2 separate regions of the Zea mays genome follow, and region 1 is linked to region 2. Evidence: chromatin contacts called from public Hi-C data. All regions are on one chromosome and are shown on one strand. The core of a region is the stretch at or near the end of the contact, and the rest is flanking DNA. Distances in the headings are between cores, read along the strand shown. Region 1 holds the start of LOC118472919. Region 2 has its middle 44 kb from the start of LOC103629103.

Region 1 (3,604 bases), core at 461-2,960, 140 kb before region 2:
TTGGATGCCATGGCATACGTCCACACGCCACCGTACCAGTCGAGATCAAGACGGCAATAATAGACAAGAACAAGGTGCGTGGCAGTGCACTCGACGATATTAATGGAGCTGCTTTGCACGGGCGGCAGAGAGCCGTAGACAGAGCAGTGACGGTCGTCGTACACAGATCACGATGCTGCTCCCACACTCTTCGTCAGCCTCTGCAACTGCTACCACTCGTGGGCTAGCACTAGCAGCAGCAGCACCGCCGCCGCGTCCGACCGCTCGCCCCCGGCGCGCACGCCTCCTGCCTCCACGCGCGCGGGCCGAGACGCATGCGACGGGCGTTGGCGCCGACCGCGCGGCCGAGGCGCTTCTCCAGAGCGGGCTGCGCCGTGAGTCGCTGCCGCGGCACGTCGCGGTGGTGATGGACGGGAACTCGCGGTGGGCGCGCGAGCGGGGGCTGACGCCCGCGGACGGCCACAAGGCCGGGGGCCGCAACCTGGAGCGGGTCGTTGCGCTGTCGCGCGCCTGGGGCATCCGCGCGCTCACCGCCTTCGTCTGCTCCCGCGAGAACTTGAGCCGCCCCAAGGCACCGCCCTCGATCCCTGCTTTTCAATAAACTCTCGCATACACATCGGACGACGACCCTGACACGCACTGGTGCGTTCTTGTCTTCCCGCCCATCGTATCTGCAGGCCGAGGTCGACTACATGATGGGCTTGTCCGAGTGGCTGATAGGCGACAACATCGACAAGCTCTCGAGGTCGTCGTCGTCGGCTAATAAAAACCTGCAGTGATCTTGCATAGCACAGTGCCACAGTATACCGTTTGAATTTTTTTTACATGTTCTGCTTCCGCGTTCAGGCAGGGGATCCGACTGCAGGTGATCGGCGACGCCGCGAAGATGCCAGCCTCTCTGCGGAGCGCAGCGGCGCAGGCCGACGAGGCCACGAGGCAAAACTCGCAGCTGCACGTGATGCTGGCCATCTGCTACAGCGGGCGATGGGACATGGTCCAGGCGTGCCGGGAGCTGGCCCGGGAGGCGCAGGCGAACCGGCTCAGTCCGGACGACATCGACGAGTCGATCATCGCCGGCAAGCTCGCGACGAGCGCCGCCGGCGAGTTCTCCTGTCCCGACCTGGTCATCAGAACCAGCGGCGAGATGAGGCTCAGCAACTTCTTGCTATGGCAGTCGGCGTACTCGGAGTTGTTCTTCACCGCCAAGATGTGGCCTGACTTTGGGGAGGCTGAGTACCTGGAAGCGTTGCGCTCCTTCCAGGGCAGAGACCGCCGCTTCGGCCAATCAAAATTACTCTAAGGCCTCGTTTGGTTTAAGAGTCCCTCTATTTTAGTTTTATTTAGTTCCTAAATTGTCAAACAGTAGGATTAAAACAGAGACTAAACTGATTTAGTCTCTAGTCTCTCAAGATATGGTTAAAAAGACTAAATCATATTAATTCTACATTTGCCCTTCATTTAGTTCAATTGTACTAATAGCAGGAGAATATTAAAGGCTATTTTAGTCTTCTTATGAGTCATTTAGTATATTTTTACTAATTTTAGTCCTTAGAAACAAACATGTTAGAGACTAAATTTTAGTCCCCTAACTAAACTTTAGTCCCTAGACTAAAGAAACCAAACATGGTCTAACTTGATGGAGTGTTACACCTGCATCTCCAGCGTCAGCACCCAAAAGACCGTCCCGACTCGCGTGCAAGGGCGTCCAATCGTCGGATCCACAACAGCGACTATGTCCTGTAACCGTGGCCCATGAGCCGATATGGAGTAGCGTGTGTGTTTGCAGCCAGTTGTCACGACGCACAAAAGCGCGCCACTAGCTTCTGTAAGGATGAATCATCCAGAGAATTGCAAACAGAACTATTCCCCCCGTATCTCATCTTCTTCCTCTCCAAGCATTCTCTTCTTCCTTCCTTCCTCCCCAATCTATCGTGTTAACAAGTGGTATCAGAGGGGTCTGATCCTCGTCACTGTTCCACTCTGGATCCCACAACCTCCCACCCCTACGACACTCGTCTTCGTCGCCAGCGCGCCGCCATGAACGTCGACTTCCAGCACCTGCTCGACGAAATGTCCAAGCGCTTCGACGGCTACGATGCGAAGCTGACGCAGCGCCTCTCCGACTACGGCGTCAAGCTGCAGCAGCGAATGCTAGATCGCAATCTGGAACTGGAGCGTCGTATGGCGGATCTCGACACACGGATGGACGACAAGTTGGCTTCGCTCTCCACGGCCAACGAGACGCGCTTGTCGCAGCTCGAGTCGGTGGCCATCTCCTTCGACGGTTGGCATCCCTGCATGGAGGGTTCCGTCGACGACATCCGTCTTCACGTCTCCAAGTTGACCAATCTCTACGAACGGTCGGCAGTGGAGCACCCTACCGTCATGACTGGTGTGCTTGTTCCGGCTCCCTCTCCGGCCGTGCGCCCATCTGCTGCTGCCTCCACGGACGCTCAACCTGACAGGCACCGCCTGAATCCATCAATCCGGGATGATGGTTGCGGAGTTGTCACAATTCTTGATCATCACCCGGCAAAGGGTGCGTCATCCCCTTCTCACCCCATGTGTTTGCTTCTCCTATTTTCCACTGTTCGAGATCCGAGTTTAAGGAACCCGTGGGTGGAAGTTTGGCTGGTTTATCTGATCATTTTCCTAAAATGTTGTTTCCTACGTCCGATGGGGATCAACCCAAGTTATGGATCTGTAGATGTGAGGATTACTTTGATCTGTATAGTGTTGATCCAGCGCAGTGGGTGAGGGTGTCATCTATGCATTTCAGTGCTGCTGCATCTCGCTTGGTGCAAACTGTGCAGAGCCATCTTAGATCCCGTTCGTGGTTAGAGTTCTGTGGTTGGGTTTTGGCTCGATTTGGCTATGACCATCACGAATTGTTGATCCGCCAGTTGTTTAACATTCGTCAAACTTCATCGGTGTCTGAGTACATCGATCGTTTCTCATCCCTTTGTCGACCAATTGACAGCTTACGGATCGCACACAGACCCCCTTTATTTCACCATGCGCTTTATTGATGATTTGCGTGATGATATTAATTCTTCTATTTTGGTTCAACGTCCATCTTCTTGGAATTCTGCCTGTGTGTTGGCTCAATTACAGGAGGAGGTCTCGGAGTACGGCAAGAGGCCACCGACCCGGCAACCTGATCCATTCTCGAGAACTCAGTCAACACCACCAGCTTCTCTTCCACTTCCACCACCCCCGTGGAAAGGAGAGAAACAGACAACTCTGGGCGAGGACCGTCGGGGCGCTAACTCAAATAATATGGAGGACAAGTGGTCTACCCTTCGGGCTTATCGGCGTGCAAGGGGCTGTGTATTAAGTGTGCAGAGAAATGGTCTAAGGATCACCGTTGTGCTGATTCGATTCAACTCAATGCTGTGCAGGAGATATTTGAGCTGTTTTAGTGGGATTCGGATGCTCAATCAGAAGGGAATGACCCAATCCAACCTTTAGAGCAGATATTTATGTTCGTGTCGGTGGCTGCTGTATCTAGAATGCCAGGTCCACGTACATTTTGTCTGGGTGGCATTATTCATCACCAAGCTGTTCGAATCATGGTGGACTCCGACAGTTCTCATTCTTTCTT
Region 2 (3,553 bases), core at 881-3,380:
CCAATCCCCCTCAATCCCCATGGATTAGGGATGAAACGAACAAAGCTTAAGTGGGCATCCTGTAGCTCTTCGTGCTTCTTGAAAATCTCCAGTGTCGCACTATATAGCTCGGAGCTAAGTCTCACGACCACACGCACATGCGTGTTGAGGCGGTCCTCACCAACCTCACTTGGTAGCACGCTCGTCTGGTCTGTGCCACGGGGTGACGGGGACGAAGAGGAAGATGCTGATAGTCAGTGGCGTGGAGCAGCAGATGATGTGTGTAGCAGAGCGACTATAACATGCTCTTGGCAGCATTGCTAACCGAAGTAGTGTACCTGGGTAGCAGCGTCATCAAGTCATAAGCAGAGAGAGTCCTAAATTTCCTGGTCGGATCTATCATCTCCCATCCGAGTGATGTAGTAGTTGTACCGAGGGGGCTCGATGATCTGCTGCCTGATGTAGATTGGACGAATGTTGATGCCCACTACCTGCAGCACATCCTGGAGCATGGTGAGAAAGTAGTCTGGTTTATAAATTGATGTATGAAGCTCAGAAGCGGGCTCCATCACACCAAGTCTATCTCCCTGATCATTTTTTGGAAAGCGCATGAGAGCTGTGATTCATTGATCAGAGAGAGCAAAAGGATGCCCCAAACAACCCAGGGGCCAAGTATGAGAGGGGGAACAAACACTATCACACCCGGATTTAAGGACAAATCCAGGCACGTCTCAAATGTGTGCTAGAATCAAGTCTAACACATATGATGACTCATGGTACAAAAATCAATGTCACATCTTTGTTATATAATAGGATTATGTACAAAAATAGCTAAGTAAAATACATCATACGATGACAACGATCCTCCTCAACTATAGTTGACTGGGAGACGATAGCCTAGACCTCTTCGAACTCATCGTAGCATCCTTCTTGCACATCATCTTGCGATACCTGTTATTGAACAAGTGTGATTATATCAAGGGTGATCTCACATATGTTTATCGCTCAGCAAGTTCGGGGAATAATGTGCATGAGCTAACTTACGGTGGGGCTCATGTGAAGTGTAAGGCTTACTAAGAAGAATGGTTAAGACTGAGCATTGCTTTTAATAATTTGGTCAAAATTTTATTAGCAGTTAGTAAGTGTAAGTAAATACCATTCCAATGAAATAAGAGACCACAATTAATAATTCACACAATGCAATGCAATAAATGACAGGTTAAGTTTAGTTCCATAAATTAATCATGCGAGAGTTCTGAGTCTCTCTTGACCGTAAGCATAGTTGATATACCAGTTTTACACTCTACAGAGGTTGTACCCTTTACGCACAAGTTGTATATCCCATCAAGTCATGGTTTGCAAGGCCCTTATACACTCTCGAGGTGAATGGCTAGGGATCCACTACGAGGCCTTTATAAAGTTCCACTAGCTTTAGGAAACCCGCTACGGTTTCTACGAGAAGGGGGCTGATATAGGAATCCATCATCCAAAAAGCTATCGCAACATGATCGACCCAAGAACCTCAGTCCCTATATCGTGTAACACCCTAAAAAAAATCCTATTTTGGCATTTAAGAAAATCCTCTAAAGATTTAAAATCTAAAAGAGACCTTAATAAGGATTTCCTCACCTTTTAGATTATTCTCCTAAGACAAACTAATGGGAAATTTAGATTTTGAATTCTAAAACTAGAATTGAATTTAAGTAAACAAATATATATATATATATATATATATTATCCTTTATTGAGTAAAAGTGTTTATTAGATAAAACTATTAGTAATGAATTACATATAGAGTTAGAAGCATTTATGTGCATGAGCAAGACAATAAATAAATTAAAATAAAACCTTTGCGTTCATGCTGAGTTTTATAATCTTGAAATCTGAACACTGAATGAAATTTGAACTTGAACTAGAATTTGAAAACTGAAATTTGGAAAGGAAAATCAAAATAGAAATAGGAAATAAGAAAGGAAAAAGAGAATATCTATCACTACCTGGGTCAAATCCCTCACTTGGCTAGGCCCAGTAACCTTTTTCCACCGACCCGGCCCAGGAAACCCATGCGCGCCAGCCAAATCCGAGCGCCGACGGGCGGACCCCATATGTCAGCCTCACTCCGCGCCCACGGGTTCACCTATCACTGACGTCGTTGGTCCGCCCCAGTCTCTGTGTGTAGCCGTCGCTGGTGTCACCGATCTGTGGGCCCCTTCCATCAGCATGCCTCTTCCACCTCAATTCTGTTATGGCTGTGTTGTGGCCGCCGAGGATCCTGGCGGGGTGCGCGCCATGCACCCAGGGTCGACCCTCTCTGCCCGAAACCCCCCACCCTACCACCTCGGGCTATAAAGCCACGAACCCTCATGCATGCATCGAGCGCTGATCTGGCGGGGGATGGGAGAAAAGGCCCAGGGGCCGCCATTGCCACCTCGTCGCCGTGAGCGGAGTGACGTGTGTGCGCCGCCGTGCCAGGGTTCCGTCCACACCGCGCCTCGACCTGCAATAGATGGACAAGGAGAACTACCAAGACACGAGTAGCACTGGTCCACCATTTTCAAACACGGTGGGGCAATCGGGGAACAGGAATTCGTCGCTGGACCCGGCACCGTCGCGGTACCATGCTTCATCGTGGGCCGAATTCCCCACTACACCATAGCAGGTGAGAAGTACTCCTCTAGGTCTGCCTAGACCTCCACCATGTTCTGCACTAGACCGCGCAAATGATTGGGCTTGAGAGGGTTGAATGGTGGGTCATCGGACGACACCGGCCGCTGGTGCATGCCGTCGCCATTGGGTAAGATCGAATGGGAGGAAGAAGGTCCTTCGTCCGTCCGATCCGGAGTGTGTGGATTAGATTAGATCGGGTATAGCCTCTTCATCCAACTAAATGTACACCGTCTGGTTCTGTCTGAATGGGGGAGATTCGGGGCCTGTTTGGTTTGATGACTAACTTGCCACACTTTGCCACACTTTTTTGCCTAAGGTTAGTTCTTCAATTCGAACGACTAACCTTAGGCAAAGTGTGGCACGTTTAGCCACAAACCAAACAGCCCCTCGATCTCCATATACCTGTTCAACCATTGTATCAGGGCCATTGAATTCGATCCAACGGTCCCAATTCGCCGATACCCTTTTTGCTGGACGATTTTCTAAAAGAGCCCCTGGACTTTTGCTGAACTAACCCGCAGTCCAGAACGTTGATAAGATCATTCCACAGAGGTCCTGGAATTTACGAATTAAATCCCAAGCTCTCTGGTTTTTGTGTCCACAGTCCATAGGATACCAGGAATTAATTAAGTACTATTTAAATGTTTTCTACTAGGAAAATATTTCTAGAAACTTGTTTAAATCATAAATAATCTATTTTAACTCCTTTTTTTATCCCTTCCTGTTGCATTAGTCTCATATTAATATTATTTATCATCTAGTAACCTTGTATTACTATGAAACCTATGGTTGAAATCTTGTACCTCATTTGTTTTATAGTAGACACTTAAACCTTCATAAAATCATAACTTTATAATCGTTAGTCCGAATTTAGTGGTTCCCAAACCTGCGATCTCGTTACGATGCA

What was found. Hi-C and Micro-C count contacts between places; a contact is called where the count stands out from the background.
Region 1: a contact with region 2 is called in a Hi-C map of tassel, with 2.4 times the contacts expected there. The contact joins the promoter of LOC118472919 here to the enhancer-like site in region 2. A contact is called at or near these places in 3 of 25 Hi-C or Micro-C datasets (ear, endosperm and tassel).

The regions. Positions count from the first base shown.
Region 1 is chr7:46,504,570-46,508,173 of Zm-B73-REFERENCE-NAM-5.0, reverse strand. It overlaps LOC118472919, which reads left to right and starts at 1,710. Exons shown (of 1, transcript XM_035960899.1): 1 at 1,710-3,604. The coding sequence starts at 2,038. The coding sequence ends at 2,757. It overlaps LOC100283522 (undecaprenyl pyrophosphate synthetase), which reads left to right and starts at 138. Exons shown (of 3, transcript NM_001371943.1): 1 at 138-571; 2 at 678-745; 3 at 847-1,498. The coding sequence starts at 173. The coding sequence ends at 1,300.
Region 2 is chr7:46,363,433-46,366,985 of Zm-B73-REFERENCE-NAM-5.0, reverse strand. No RefSeq gene overlaps it. Among protein-coding and RNA genes, the nearest start is that of LOC103629103, 44 kb to the right of the region's middle. Within about 2 kb of position 2,130, at least 16 of the 20 cell types and tissues checked have an H3K27ac peak or open chromatin away from gene starts, as enhancers often do. A contact at or near this core is called in ear and tassel, where this site is marked.